2 separate regions of the Lactuca sativa genome follow, and region 2 is linked to region 1. The links are chromatin contacts, called in public Hi-C maps. All regions are on one chromosome and are shown on one strand. Each heading gives the region's core, a stretch centred on a gene start, on an enhancer-like site or on the middle of the called end of the contact. The rest is flanking DNA. Distances are from core to core; before and after follow the strand shown.

The links. Hi-C and Micro-C count contacts between places; a contact is called where the count stands out from the background.
Region 2: a contact with region 1 is called in a Hi-C map of leaf, with 10 times the contacts expected there. The contact joins the promoter of LOC111881803 here to the promoter of LOC111881873 in region 1. A contact is called at or near these places in 2 of 4 Hi-C or Micro-C datasets (leaf and seed).

Annotation. Positions count from the first base shown.
Region 1 is chr5:228,770,373-228,777,578 of Lsat_Salinas_v11, reverse strand. LOC111881873 (pyrophosphate-energized vacuolar membrane proton pump) reads left to right here and starts at 2,921. Exons shown (of 6, transcript XM_023878257.2): 1 at 2,921-3,317; 2 at 4,582-5,156; 3 at 5,914-6,293; 4 at 6,385-6,471; 5 at 6,574-7,206. The coding sequence starts at 3,074.
Region 2 is chr5:229,407,788-229,414,993 of Lsat_Salinas_v11, reverse strand. LOC111881803 reads left to right here and starts at 3,789. Exons shown (of 3, transcript XM_023878196.3): 1 at 3,789-4,241; 2 at 4,735-5,090; 3 at 5,174-7,206. The coding sequence starts at 4,744.

The DNA of each region.
Region 1 (7,206 bases), core at 1,672-4,171:
ACCGAAGGCCCGACGAGCGGTTCGGATAGGCTGAAGGCCCTGCGAGGCGGACCAAACGTGCTGGAGGCTCTGAGAACGGTCCAGATAGACTGAAGGCATGCGAGGCAGTCCAGTCAAGGCTGACGGCCCAATCAAGGATGACGGCCCATTATGCATATTGTTCTGTGTTTGTTTATATGATATGATTATGGTTATGAGGTTGGTATTTTGGAGGTAACTCACTAAGCCTTCGAGCTTACATCTATCGACTATTGTTTCAGATACTTCTGGTGACCGCGGAAAGCGAAGGCATGATCGTACCACTCTTCATATCATTATGATTTCATGATTTGATACTGGGATACTCTGATGGTTATTATTTTGAAAATGAATTTTGTAAATGTTAACTGTTTTAATGTTTTGAAAAAGTTTAAATTAGACATGATCTTTTATGGGTGTTACATGGTCAAAAATATAAACTCAACTCAATCCTATATAATATATGGGTTGGCGGGTTGGAAACATCACCACAACCCAACCCATATAACTCGTTTAAGTATATGGGTTCGCGGGTTCATAGGTTAGTGAGTCGAACCCAACCCGCATAACTCGTTTAATAAATAAACAACACATTTTCAAAAAATGATGTTTTTTTCAACATAAATTAATTAAAGTCAGTAATGAGTCGATGACAGATGGGATAGTAGGCGACCAACGAATCAATGATAAGTGGGTGACAGGGTGAGGACGTGAGGAGCGGCCGCCAGCCAGTGGTGGTTTTTGTTCTTCGTTCGTGACTCTTGAGTATGTGTGTTTTCAAAAAACAAAAAAATAAAGTGGGGTTTTTTGAAAAAACATTTTTGTATATCAATATAGATATCTATGGAAAGAGGACGAAAAATCATGAACACTGGTATATTCGTTTTTTTTTTCGATAAAAACATGTCCTAAAAAAATTAAACTAAAAAAGGAAGTGAATTTTGTTATAATCTGGTGTATGTGCGTCAATTGTAAAAGTCTATAACCTTCATTTTGCCGTTGATCGCTTTAAATTTCCACGTTTTAGATTGGTTAATCGGTTAATAATGATTCTCTATTGAGCATAGTACTACATCAGAGAGAATAAAAATTAGAAAAAAAATTTGGATCATTAAAACTGAAGCATGGATCATTTTTATGATCCATGATTCAATTTTTTTCCTAATTTTTTATTCTCCAATGTAGTACTATGTTTGATTTTTTGATTTGTATTTTTTTTCAATTTATTAAGGTGTTCTTACGAGTTCTCACCGAAAAAAGAGTAATCACCGGAAACGATCTATATATATATATATATATATATATATATATATATATATATATATATATATATATATATATATATATATATATATATAAGTGAATATACCCTTAAGGGTATATAAGTTTAGGTACCCAAACTCAAAATAATACGTCGTTTTGTGTGATATATTTATTTTAATGTTCTTAAACTTTAACCACTAACTTGTTTTACTTTCAGGATTTTCGAAATTTCACTATTATTTTTCTCTTAGATCACATCTTTATGTCGAACACCTACTAGGCTATATATACTATAGTTAAAAATGAAAATTATGTAAAATGAAGATAAATATAAAATTTATAAAAATCTTGTAATTAAATTAAGTTAGAAGTTGAATTAGAAGAACATTAGACAATTACAATGTGTATATATGATACAAAACGATGTAATATAGTGAGTTTGGGTATCTAAGTTTACATACCTTTAAGGGTATATTCACTTTTCTCATATATATATATATATATATATATATATATATATATATATATATATATATATATATATATATATATATATATATATATATATATATATATATATATATATGGGTTGACGGGTTGATCCGCTAACCCAAACAGATAACCCAACCCAACACATAAAATAAACAGGATGGCGGGTTAAACATTTCAACTCAAACCCATTTATTTTCGGGTTTAGTCAGTATCGGGTTACGTATTGGATCGAAAGTTTTCACCCCTACCACATATATAAAAAAATGAATAAGTAGTGGGTGTGTTTAGAAAATTAGATTCAAAATGCAAATTTTTACTATTTCACTAAATCATTAGGACCATTTCTATAAGTTAATCAGTATAAAACGACGTCGTGGGTTGCCACACTAAATCCTCTTTAATAAATGAAAATACTTTTGCCACTTGTCTTCTTTTCATTCATTTTGACACATGTCATTTTCTAGGATTTTTAAAATTGTTATTTTCCACTTGTCATTTTTTGGGAATTTCAATTTTTTTAAAATAAATTTCCAAAAAATTTTAATGGATTATATATATGTAAAGTTATCATTCTATTAATTTGATAATAAATTCTCATAAATGCTCCAAACAATTTGATTTTTTTTCATAAATGCTCCAAAATATTACATTTTGTTATTGAAAAACATTATTTTATAAAATATTTAATGTTTATATATTCATATTAAATTTTTATTTTTAAAAAAATCTATGTAATACACGGGTTTCACACTTAGTAATATTATAAAATAGTAATATTATCAAAATATTGTTTTGTTAAGATATCCATGTCCGTATTGAATGATTACACTAAAAATATTTTTTACAAATCCGGAAAATCAGAATATATAAAACATAAAATAAAATTTTTATTTATTTAAAGAAATAGGTAAATATAATTTAAAAATAGACAATAATTATTTTATGGTGCACCACAACTACAACAACTAGCGTCAGCCTGTTTTGTAGAGCTTAAATTACTAAACTCTAGAAAATATGTGTCTTTAATTGCGTAAAATACAAGTTGTCAATGAATCAGAATTCTGTGTTTAGCAAATATTGCTCTGGTAAAATCAACTCATCAACTCTACACCCGCCCACTGGTCTCTCATCTTTCAAATCCCCTCACTATTTATCATTTCGAGGTCGAAGCGGCATTCGCCACCCATAAAATCTGAGAGAGATTTAAAGGCCGAATCTCTCTTTCTCCTTCAATTCTTTCGATTTCTCTCTCTGATCTTGTTATTTTGGCCAATCGCTGCCGTCCTCCGACACAAAAGTCATGGGGACGTCCACAATTCTCTCAGATCTCGGCACTGAAATCATTATCCCAATCTGCGCAGTTGTCGGAATTATCTTCTCTCTCTTCCAATGGTATCTAGTCTCCCAAGTCAAACTCTCGCTGGAGAAACCCTCCGCCGACGACAAGAACGGCTACACGGAAGCGTTGATTGAGGAAGAAGAAGGAATCAACGACCACACCGTTGTTCAGAAATGCGCTGAAATTCAGACCGCTATTTCCGAAGGTAAAATTTAGTTTGAATTGGTAAATGTTACATGATTTTTAGTTGAAAAATATTTTGAGAATTGAAATCTGAGAATTTGTGGTCATGATTTTTTATTGCGTATTTGGAATATTCTCTTCCTATCCGTTCTTCCTTCTTTTATTTTACTTATTCTATTATCTCGTTCGTGAATTGCTGTTTGAGCTCGAGTGGTTCTATTTCTCAAGTTTCATATTTTAATTTCTGATTTACAATTTCGAAGTTTACCTAGTCTACTTAATTTTATAATTGCAACTATGGTTGAATTTTCTTCGAAGAATGATGCTGTTTGGTGGGAACTTTTGGTCCATATTGAGATCTACCTTTTCCATTACTTAAATACTATTATTAAATTTCACTATTGTTATAGCGGTGGTTGTTGAATCGATGGGATACATATGATTCTTTATTTACACGTGTATGTAGAGTTAGATGCAAGTTTTCATACTTAAATTTCCAATATTAAAAAAACATTACAACCGATTTGATATTAATTTCATTTCATTGATCTTCTGCAACTTTCAACATCGTATAAATCTTGAGAAATGTGATTTCTCCACAGTCGGTGGGATATTGTTGGTTGTCGGTGGCATATTCTTATCTGAATTAAAATGATTCGTGGGATCTTTAAATTTAAGGCATCTTTGTGATTCAAATGCGATTGCATCTGATGTTGTTTTTAGATCTAGTTGATTTTTAAAACAGAAAATGGTTTATCAGGAGCCAGAACCACAGTTTTATTCTTCATTTGTACTTATAGAATAAAACAAGATATACCCAAAAATGTATGTAATTTTTATAAAGAAAACAAAACAGTTGCCATTCCATTGTCTTTTACTGACATGACCAGCTCATATAAAGTTAAAAATTCACACAATGTTAAAATCGAATATATTAATAACTGCATTGTTTTTTTCTCAGCTATGATACATTTTCTTGTTGTTACGAATTATCATTTACATTAACTTTAACCTCTCTTTTATCAATAAAACAATAACAAAATTTACTGTATTTCGATAATTATATGCTAATTAAGGCATCTCCAACCCAACACCATTTTTACCATTTTTGTTGTTAACATCATTTTTGGTGTAAATTTACTCCAACCCAACATCATATACTACACCAAATTTAGTGTTAAAGTTTCATTTATTGCATTTGTAGTCCTTCAAGTTTGAGTTTCTACATTTTTAGTTTATTTTGATTGTTTCAACTTTCTACTTAATTTTTTTTTTTGATATTGCAGGAGCAACCTCCTTTCTAATGACTGAATACCAATATGTTGGTATTTTCATGGTGATTTTTGCTGTTCTAATCTTTGTATTTCTGGGATCTGTTGAGAGTTTCAGCACAAGTAGCAAAGTATGCACATACGACACCACCAAAATGTGCAAACCTGCTCTAATGACAGCTGTCTTCAGCACTGTCTCCTTCATCCTTGGAGCTGTGACTTCAGTGATTTCTGGGTTTCTTGGAATGAAAATTGCCACATATGCAAATGCCAGAACTACCCTTGAGGCTAGAAAGGGTGTTGGGAAGGCTTTCATTGTTGCATTCAGATCTGGAGCAGTTATGGGGTTCCTTCTTGCTGCAAATGGTCTTCTTGTGTTGTATATCACCATTAATCTTTTCAAGATTTATTATGGTGATGATTGGGAAGGTCTTTTTGAGTCTATTACTGGTTATGGACTTGGTGGTTCTTCCATGGCTCTTTTTGGTAGAGTTGGTGGTGGTATTTATACAAAAGCTGCTGATGTCGGAGCTGATCTTGTTGGAAAGGTTGAAAGAAATATTCCCGAAGATGACCCTAGAAATCCAGCGGTAAAATCTTTACTTTCTAAATCTACTTTTATGAGGTTAGGTGATACTGTAATTGTACTGATTGTACTGTGTTTGGTGTGCATTGGACTGACGTTGATGTTAATCAGACAAAAGTTGCAATCTTTTGTCCCATCAAAAAAGTGGTGCTCTCGATCTCTTATGAGAAAGTCATTGCACCCTCATCATGAACAAAGACTATAAATGACCAAATTGCCCTTCATAGAAAAAAATACAAGTTTTTTTTAACTTTACTTCAAAATGAACAAAGTTTTTCACAGAAATTGTCAATGTAGTATTTAGTTAGACTAGAAGTATACTGACCAAAGATGGTAAAATGACCAAAATGCCCTTCATAGAAAAAAAAAATACAAGTTTTTTAACATTACTTCAAAATGAGTAAAGTTTTTCACAGAAATTGTTAATGTAGTGTTTATTTAGACTAGAAGTATACTGAACAAAGATGGTAAAAGACCAAATTGCCCTTCAAAGAAAAAAAAAAATTGAAAATTTTAACATTACTTCAAAATGAACACCGTTTTTTCACAGAAATTGTCAATGTAGTGTTTAGTTAGACTAGAAGTATACTGAACAAAGATGGTAAAAGACCAAATTGCCCTTCATAGAATTTTTTTTTTGAAAATTTTAACATTACTTCAAAATGAAACAAGTTTTTCACAGAAATTGTCATGGGTAATGTTTACCTATTTTTACGTTTTTGTGTGGTGAACTTAAGGGGTATTCCGGTAATTTGTTGCAGGTTATTGCTGACAATGTGGGTGACAATGTTGGAGACATAGCTGGAATGGGATCTGATCTTTTTGGGTCATATGCAGAGTCTTCATGTGCAGCCCTTGTTGTTGCTTCCATTTCCTCATTTGGAATTAACCATGAGTTCACTGCAATGATGTACCCTCTGATTGTGAGCTCTGTAGGCATCCTTGTATGCTTAATCACTACCTTGTTTGCCACTGATTTCTTTGAAGTCAAAACCGTGAAGCAAATCGAACCTACTTTGAAAAACCAACTCATCATTTCAACTATTCTTATGACCATTGGTGTTGCACTTGTTAGTTGGGTTGCTCTTCCTTCTAGCTTCACCATCTTCAATTTTGGAACACAAAAAGTCGTCAAGAACTGGTATATATTTCATCTTTTTTTACTTCTTTATTACAAAAAACTAATTTTTTAATTCTTCATGAAAGTTTACATTTTTTGTTATTTGATGCAGGCAATTGTTCTTGTGTGTCTGTGTTGGTTTATGGGCTGGACTTATTATCGGATTCGTAACTGAGTACTACACTAGCAATGCTTACAGGTACTTTATTCTTATCCAAACATGATCATGGAACATGGAACATTGGAATGTAATTACTCATTCCATTCCGACTTTGCGATTAACTTGCCTGTTTCCATTCAGCCCCGTGCAAGACGTCGCCGATTCCTGCCGTACCGGAGCCGCCACAAACGTAATCTTCGGCCTCGCCCTCGGATACAAATCCGTGATCATCCCGATCTTCGCAATCGCCGTCAGCATCTTCGTGAGCTTCACCTTTGCCGCCATGTACGGAGTCGCAGTCGCCGCCCTCGGAATGCTCAGCACCATCGCCACTGGTCTCGCCATCGACGCGTACGGTCCCATCTCCGACAACGCGGGTGGAATCGCCGAAATGGCCGGAATGAGCCACCGCATTCGCGAACGCACCGACGCCCTCGACGCCGCCGGAAACACCACCGCCGCCATCGGAAAGGGGTTCGCAATCGGATCCGCCGCGTTAGTCTCCCTCGCGCTATTCGGCGCGTTTGTCAGCCGTGCCGAGATCACAACCGTTGACGTTTTAACTCCCAAGGTTTTCATCGGTTTGATCGTGGGCGCGATGCTTCCGTATTGGTTCTCGGCTATGACTATGAAGAGTGTCGGGAAGGCTGCGCTTAAGATGGTGGAGGAAGTTAGGAGACAGTTTAATGAGATTCCTGGGTTGATGGAGGGAACTGCTAAGCCTGATTATGCCACGTGTGTTAAGATTTCTACTGATGCTTCTATTAAGGAGAT
Region 2 (7,206 bases), core at 2,540-5,039, 640 kb before region 1:
GTTCTTTGTTAGTTCATGGCGTCTCAATTTTAATTAAAGGTATGATATGATTGTAGTTTTGATTAAAGTTTCTTTTGAGCCACTTTGATATTTGAATTAACTTCGCCCTTGGTTTAATGTTGCAGATAACTATTATAATAAAAGATGATTTTATATCAACAAAATCTAGTTATGAATATTATGTATCCAACTTTTGTACTAAAGGTTTTTATAATTTACTTTGTATATTTTCTGCTAGATATTTTTCACTTAAACTTACTTTCACTTGATCGATTTAAGTAGCAAATATTACATTTGATTTTGTTTTATATAACTGGTTTGGTGCAACCCCAAACTTTGAGAACCTTTGAGGATGGTATATAAATGTGGTTGGTAATCCGTTTGGATGGTATGCAAAAATTCATTAAGGGCTCATTTGGTAACCATAGAAATGAGTTAGGTCTAATAAAAGAACATGTTTTAATACGAAAGGTACTCTAATGATGTTTTAGTTACGTGGTGAAAAGCTTGACTTGGACATGAATAAAAAGACTAGTCCTAAAAAAATAGATCGAGACCAAACTAGTCCAGAAAAAGACCACACCGAAAGACCGAAAAATATAGACCCTGTACGAAATTGACCCGAGACCGATTGAAAATTAGACTTGAACCCAAGGTTTATATTCATGTCATTTCTGTGTTAATCACGTATTATCCAATTTTTTTTCCCTTCTTTCTTTTATTTAATTTTAATATTATTATATTTGGTTAGTCTTAATATATCATTTTTGTGCTAATCATACATTTGTTAATGGAAAACTCTAAAACAGAATACCAATAAAATACAAAAAATACACACGCAAAGACCGCAAAACTGGACAAAAAAAAAAACGTCCAGGACAAAAAAGAGTGGAACATTTCGAGAATGACTCGAGCAAGGTTTGTGACACTTAATGTGGAGGTTTTGGTAGAGAGATAATTAGGCCTCGGGCCAACCTAAAAGATGTTTAGAAAACCTTTGCATAATGACAACTTTGACCATGTGTTCCAAACAATCAAAGATGTATGATCTCGTGTTATTTAAATTAGTATGTACTTTGTGGTAACAAATAATATATTTGATAATAACTCGAATGTCCACCAGCGTAAGTTTGTTTGATTCCAATTTAGTTAATCTGTCTATTTTCCAAGCCCCTCGTTTGCTTTAATTGCATTTTAATAAAACGAGATACTTTAGTGTATTTTGAATAAAATCGAATCATTGAGATGGATTATTTTTTTCCATTACTGCAACTAATTTTGAATGTTATAATATGAGTTAACACTTATTATTATTTGGTGGTGTTAACACTTAAGTGCTTCAAATCTCCAATCCCCAACTCCTAAGATTGAAATAGAAGCCAATTATTATAAAATGACATTTATTGTGAAATGACCTTTAGGCTTGAGATAGTGGTACATGACGTCCCACGTTGTCACATCAGTTTTTTGGCATCTACTTCACTGCCACGTCATTTTTATCACAAGACATGTATACCATGTTATTTTGAAAGGTGAGCCAAATTTGCAAAATTTGAAGAAAAAAAAGTACATAAATAAATATTACACTCACATGCACATTCTTTCTTTCTTTCTTTCTTTCTCTCTCTCTCTCTCTCTCTCTCTCTCCTCTCTCTCTCTCTCTCTCTCTCTCTCTCTCTCTCTCTCTCTCTCTCTCTCTCTCTCTCTCTCTCTCCGGCAATCCAATGCCACAAACCTACTTTTCCTTGCCAATGCTTCGATGAAAGGATGGTTTATATCATGCTTGGCATGGTTTGCCGAACTAAATGTTGCCCCACGCCCTCAAGCCTTATAGGGTGTTAACCTGCTTCTATGTCATTTTGTCGCAAGGACACGAACACCCATGCAATCAACGCTTATTTTCCCAATTTCTTGCTTCCCAATTTTTATCCCTTGTAGTCAAGATCGAGGTTACTAGATCGTCTTCCAACCACCATCCTTTATAAATTTTTGGTGGCGGTGATTTAAGTTTTATAAGAGAAAAGAACAAAATTCAGGTATCTGTAAACTAAGAGGCTATATTGAATTTCGGTGGGCAATAATAAGTATCTTGAAATTGGGAAATGTAAAAAATAAATGTTGACATGCATTCTTTGATAGAAGTTGACATGTGACAGTAGGAGTTCTAGCTATATTGGAATCACATGTATCATTTCTCAAGGCTTTTGTTCATATAATGGGTTTTGACATAAGTCCATTTTTGGGTATGTTTGATCTTGACACTAAGAATCACATCAACTAGATTTATATCTATAATTTCAAACCTTGGTTTCAACATGTGCTTAGTTGACCTTATTGTCTTTTCATTGCTTCTAATGATAAGCTTGTCATCTATGTATAGATACACAATAACATACTCACTATATGTATCTTTGATATAGACACACTTATCACATTTGCTGATTTTGGAACCACATTATATCATGACCTGGTTAAATATTGATGTCATATTCTAAATCACCTACTTGTGAGGGACCGAGGGTTAGTGCTTACATGGATTCCAAAAGTGATTATCTAGTAGAATATATGGGATTTGGGAAAGATATAGGAAGAGACTATCTAATGATGAAGATAGTTTACATGGAAATAATGAAATATGAACGAGTAGTTATAACTATATAGGTGAGGTACTTGTAGTTGTCACAAAGAACGTGTGAATGTGTATTTTTACATATGTAATAGATGTTCTATGATAGATGATGATAGTCGGTGATCGTGTAGCGAAACAAATTTGGATGCTAATTTCTTATCTATGTTCATTTAACATAATATATTAATGTTGGAATGTAAGACTAACAATTATGAAGTGTTCACATCATGATATATGAAATCATATTGTGATGAGATGCAAATGAATGGAAGATGTTAACCAAATGTTATCCATTAATATAATCGTTAATAATGTCTTAAGATACATGTCCTCAATGGTAAGTAAGAAAGAGGATTAGTTCCAAATAGAAGAGTTTGTCTAGAAGATCCTTTTGTGGTGAAGACTAAGTAGCACATGACTATTGTCATGTTTATTTTTCGAATTTATTATGTTGAAATATACTTATATACATTTTTATATATTGGCCTACGTATGGAAGAACACCATATGTGAAACTAATTTATAAAAGAAATTTTTTGGGTGTGTTTCGATATTAAAATTTGGTTTTTACAACGATTTTGAAGACTATTAGTTTTTGATTTGATCATGATTCCTTACCAAAGTTGACACTAATACTATTTTTGAGTGTTTGAATAAAAATGTACTTATTAACTTAGATAAACAATTTTTTATAAGTATTTTTCCTAGAATTTATTTCAAAGGGCTTATAACTTATTTAAAAGTGTTTATTATAAATGTAAACCAATTTATAATTGTATCAACTCTAAAAATCATATGGATTATAAAATTATATTTTTGCAACAAACATACAAAACAATATGAAAACTTCTTTTATTGTTTAATTTATCATTTTATCCAATTTTTTTTTTTATCACATTTCAGATATAAATCCGAAAAATTTCTACGCACCCTTTAACAATGTTTTAAAAACCGCTTTAAATCGGGAACCTGGGAATGAGCGATTCAATTAGCACAGTTTTATGTCTATTTTTATATCGAAACGAACGGACTAATTTTTATAAAAAAATGGTTGAACATATTAAAGTAAATAAAAATAATGAGACATTTTGCATAACAAACTTTGGTGATATTTTTTATATTTATTAAATTTATTTTTTTATTTTTTTATTTTTTATCACAGTTACATCTTTTGTTATCATATAACAAGTTGTAAACATTCTTTTGTAATTCTAGAAAATAAATATGAGAACCTCTTTGAATAACGGATAATCAATACTATTTGACATGAACACCAAAAGGTGAAACCAATGTTTTACGAAAATTTCCAAATTTGCCACATAACTTTTTAAAGCTTATAATCCAAGGATTACTCCGCAAGGTGACCTCCCTCTTCAACGGCGTTAACCCCTTTTCGTTTCAATTCCTCTCCCCGCTTTTGCCCTAATTCCATAATGCCCCCTCGATTCCTATGTCCTCTCCCTTCGTCGTCGATTTGATCTGAAAATCACCACCTGAACGCCAATCATCGCTTTCCTCTCTCTCTACAAGCTCCCCAAATTTTATCTTAACCCCGAAAACCCTAAGTTTCGATTCAGTCAAACAACTGCAACTGCAAAAGCAGAGTTACTAGGTAAGCTGCTTCCTTCTGTATCACTTTTTGCGTACTTTACGTTGATTCTGAAGGTTTCATAACTCTGGCTGACATTCTGTATGTAATTTTGGTGAATTTTTTGCCTTTATTGGTGTTTCTTGCTGAACTTGTAGCTGTATCATTTGTTTTGTTGGTTGATTTTTTGTCTTCCGCAATACAAATTATACTTTGTGTTTCTACGTAGAATGAGTTGCTTCTCAAGAGAAAAGTTATATAAAACATTAAGCTTATACCAACTACTATGAATCGAACAATGTTGGTGTTAATTTCACCAAATTTCGTAATTGACATATACTAGAGCCGACTTTAAAAGCCAACACTGTAGCTTTGTTTTGTTGGTTGGGAACTGAGCTATGTATGCAGTTTTCCATACTTGAAGCCCTCACTAAAGATAGATGGTCAAAGATGTCTCCTTCCCCATTTATTCCCTCTAGGTTAACCTTTTTTTGCTTGGCTGTGTTTGTTTCTGTAGGTTTATGAAATGGCAAAGGGTAAGCTTATATTAATCTGTCAATCTGGTGGTGAATTTGTTACAAATGAAGATGGAACCATGACTTATAATGGAGGAGAGGCAAATGCAGCAAATGTCAATTCTGAGACTCCCTTCAGTGAATTAAAGTTGAATTTGGCTGAAACATGTAATTTCAACCAGGAAACAGTTACTGTCAAGTATTTCCTTCCAGGAAACAAACGAAACCTGATTACAGTGAAGAACGATAAGGATGTAAAAAGAATGATTGATTTTCATGGAGATGCACTGACAGCTGAAGTCTTTGTTACAGGAACACCAGGTTTTGATCGAAGTGCCTTAGATACACAAACTAACAGGTATGTTCTATCAAAAAAACACATTTACATCATTCTACTTTCATTTCTTCCTATTTCTTTAATCATACTGATGATCCTCACAGCCAAAGCAATGTCAAGAACAATGAGACTATAAACAATGACAACACGAGTCCCAAGAAAGATGATGTGGTTAAACGAGGCAAAGTTGGTAACAAGAAAGATAAAAAGATGAAGAAAGAAGATAAGGGGCAAAAGAGTCCTTTAGCATCCCCATCTAAGAGGACAACACGCCGAACTGTAGCTGCTAAAACTGAAGCATCTTCTAATGAAAATGAAGAAAAAACCGAAACAAAAGTGTCAAAGGATGAGGGGTCCACAGGAGACACCTCCACAAGTGCTGATTCTGAACAAGTCAACATCAATCAAGATTCTGATTGTAGTTCCGATTTTGTCCCTAGTAGGTATCCAAAAAGAAAGAAGCCAAATGTCAATACTACCCCTGCTGACAGTGTCAAGAAACGTAGGCGTACCCCTTCTTGGAAATTTGGTGCCAATGGCCGCCCCACCATAGTTTCTAACCCCGATGATTCTGCGGGGTCCAAGGGTAAAATTGGAAAATCACAAAGAAAGAGTGGGAGGTTAGCTGCTAAAGAGGGAGCAGGGACAAAATCAGGGAGAAAAAGAGGACGCCCTCGAGCTGTCCCTCCACCTGACAGCAGTGATCAAGAACTTGATGATGACGTGGCGCCTGAAACTTTGCTTGATATTGTCAAAGTGGAAAAAGAAAAACTTCATGGACATGAAGAATCTTACAACAAGTTACCATGGTTCTGTGAGAAGATTCTAGAAACAAACCCTGGAAGCATCTCAAAACTCGTGATTAATGAAAACAAAAGATTCAAATCCCTTTTTGTCTCTTTTTTCGCTCCATTATCCGGATTCCAAAACAGCTGTCGCCCACTTCTTTTCCTTGAATCCACTTCATTAAGGTCAAAATTCGGAGAATTTATATTTACAGCAAATGCCATTGATGGAAACGATGGTTTTTTCCCTGTTGCATTTGCTATAGTAGACACTGAAGACACTGACACCTGGCGTTGGTTCTTGGAAATTTTAAAATCCACAATCCTGACCCCACAACCTATCACATTCGTGTTTGATAGAGACAAGAATTTGAAAATCACCATACTTGAAGTTTTTGAAAACGCGTATATCGGGTATTCTATCTACCATTTGTTAGAGAGCTTCAAAAGAACTGTAAAAGGTCCGTTTCACGGTGATGGTAAATCTTTTTTACCGGTTCACTTTTTAACCGCAGCACATGCGGTCCGATTAGTCGGTTTCAAAAAGTCAACGGAGCAAATTAAGCAAATTTCATCACAAGCTTACGATTGGGTGATGCAAATTGAGCCACAACATTGGACAACTTCTTCCTTTGAAGGTGAAAGATATAACCACATTGTAGATGATATAAGTATAAACGTATCAATCTCAAAGTTAATGGAGGATTATCGGGAGTTACCTTTGTTGCAAAAGATTGATGCTTTGATACGTTTTATGATTGATGAGATGAATGATGCGAATTTGGATGCGAGTATGTGGGGGACACATCTTACGCCTTCTAAAGAGAAACAACTTCAAGAAGAGAATTTGAGATCTTGTGGTTTGAAAGTGTTGATTTCTTCTGATACCCTTTTTGAGGTTCGTGAAGATTCGACTCATGTTGTGAATTTGAGTAACTGGAGTTGTACTTGTTTAGGGTGGAAAGAAACCGGTTTGCCATGTAGACATGCACTTGCGGTTTTTGCTTTGATCGGTAAAAATCCGTATGAGTTTTGCTCGAATTATTTTACTGTTGATGCGTATCGTATAACGTATGCGGAATCTATAGCCCCGGTGCCAATTGAGAAGGAGGAGAAGGTTGAAAAGATAGAGATGATAACTGTAGGGGGTGGAAATGTAGATGTTGAAAAGATTGAGGTTGTGGAAGAAAAGATAGGCGAAATTGAGAAAGAAGAGTGGGAAAGGGTAGAAGATGGGCTAAAGAGTGAAAAGGTGGAAGTTGAGGGTGAAAAGATGGAGATGGAGAAAGGAGGGGGTGAAAATGAACATGGTGTGAAAGTAGGGGGTGAAAATGAAAATGAAGAAGATGTGA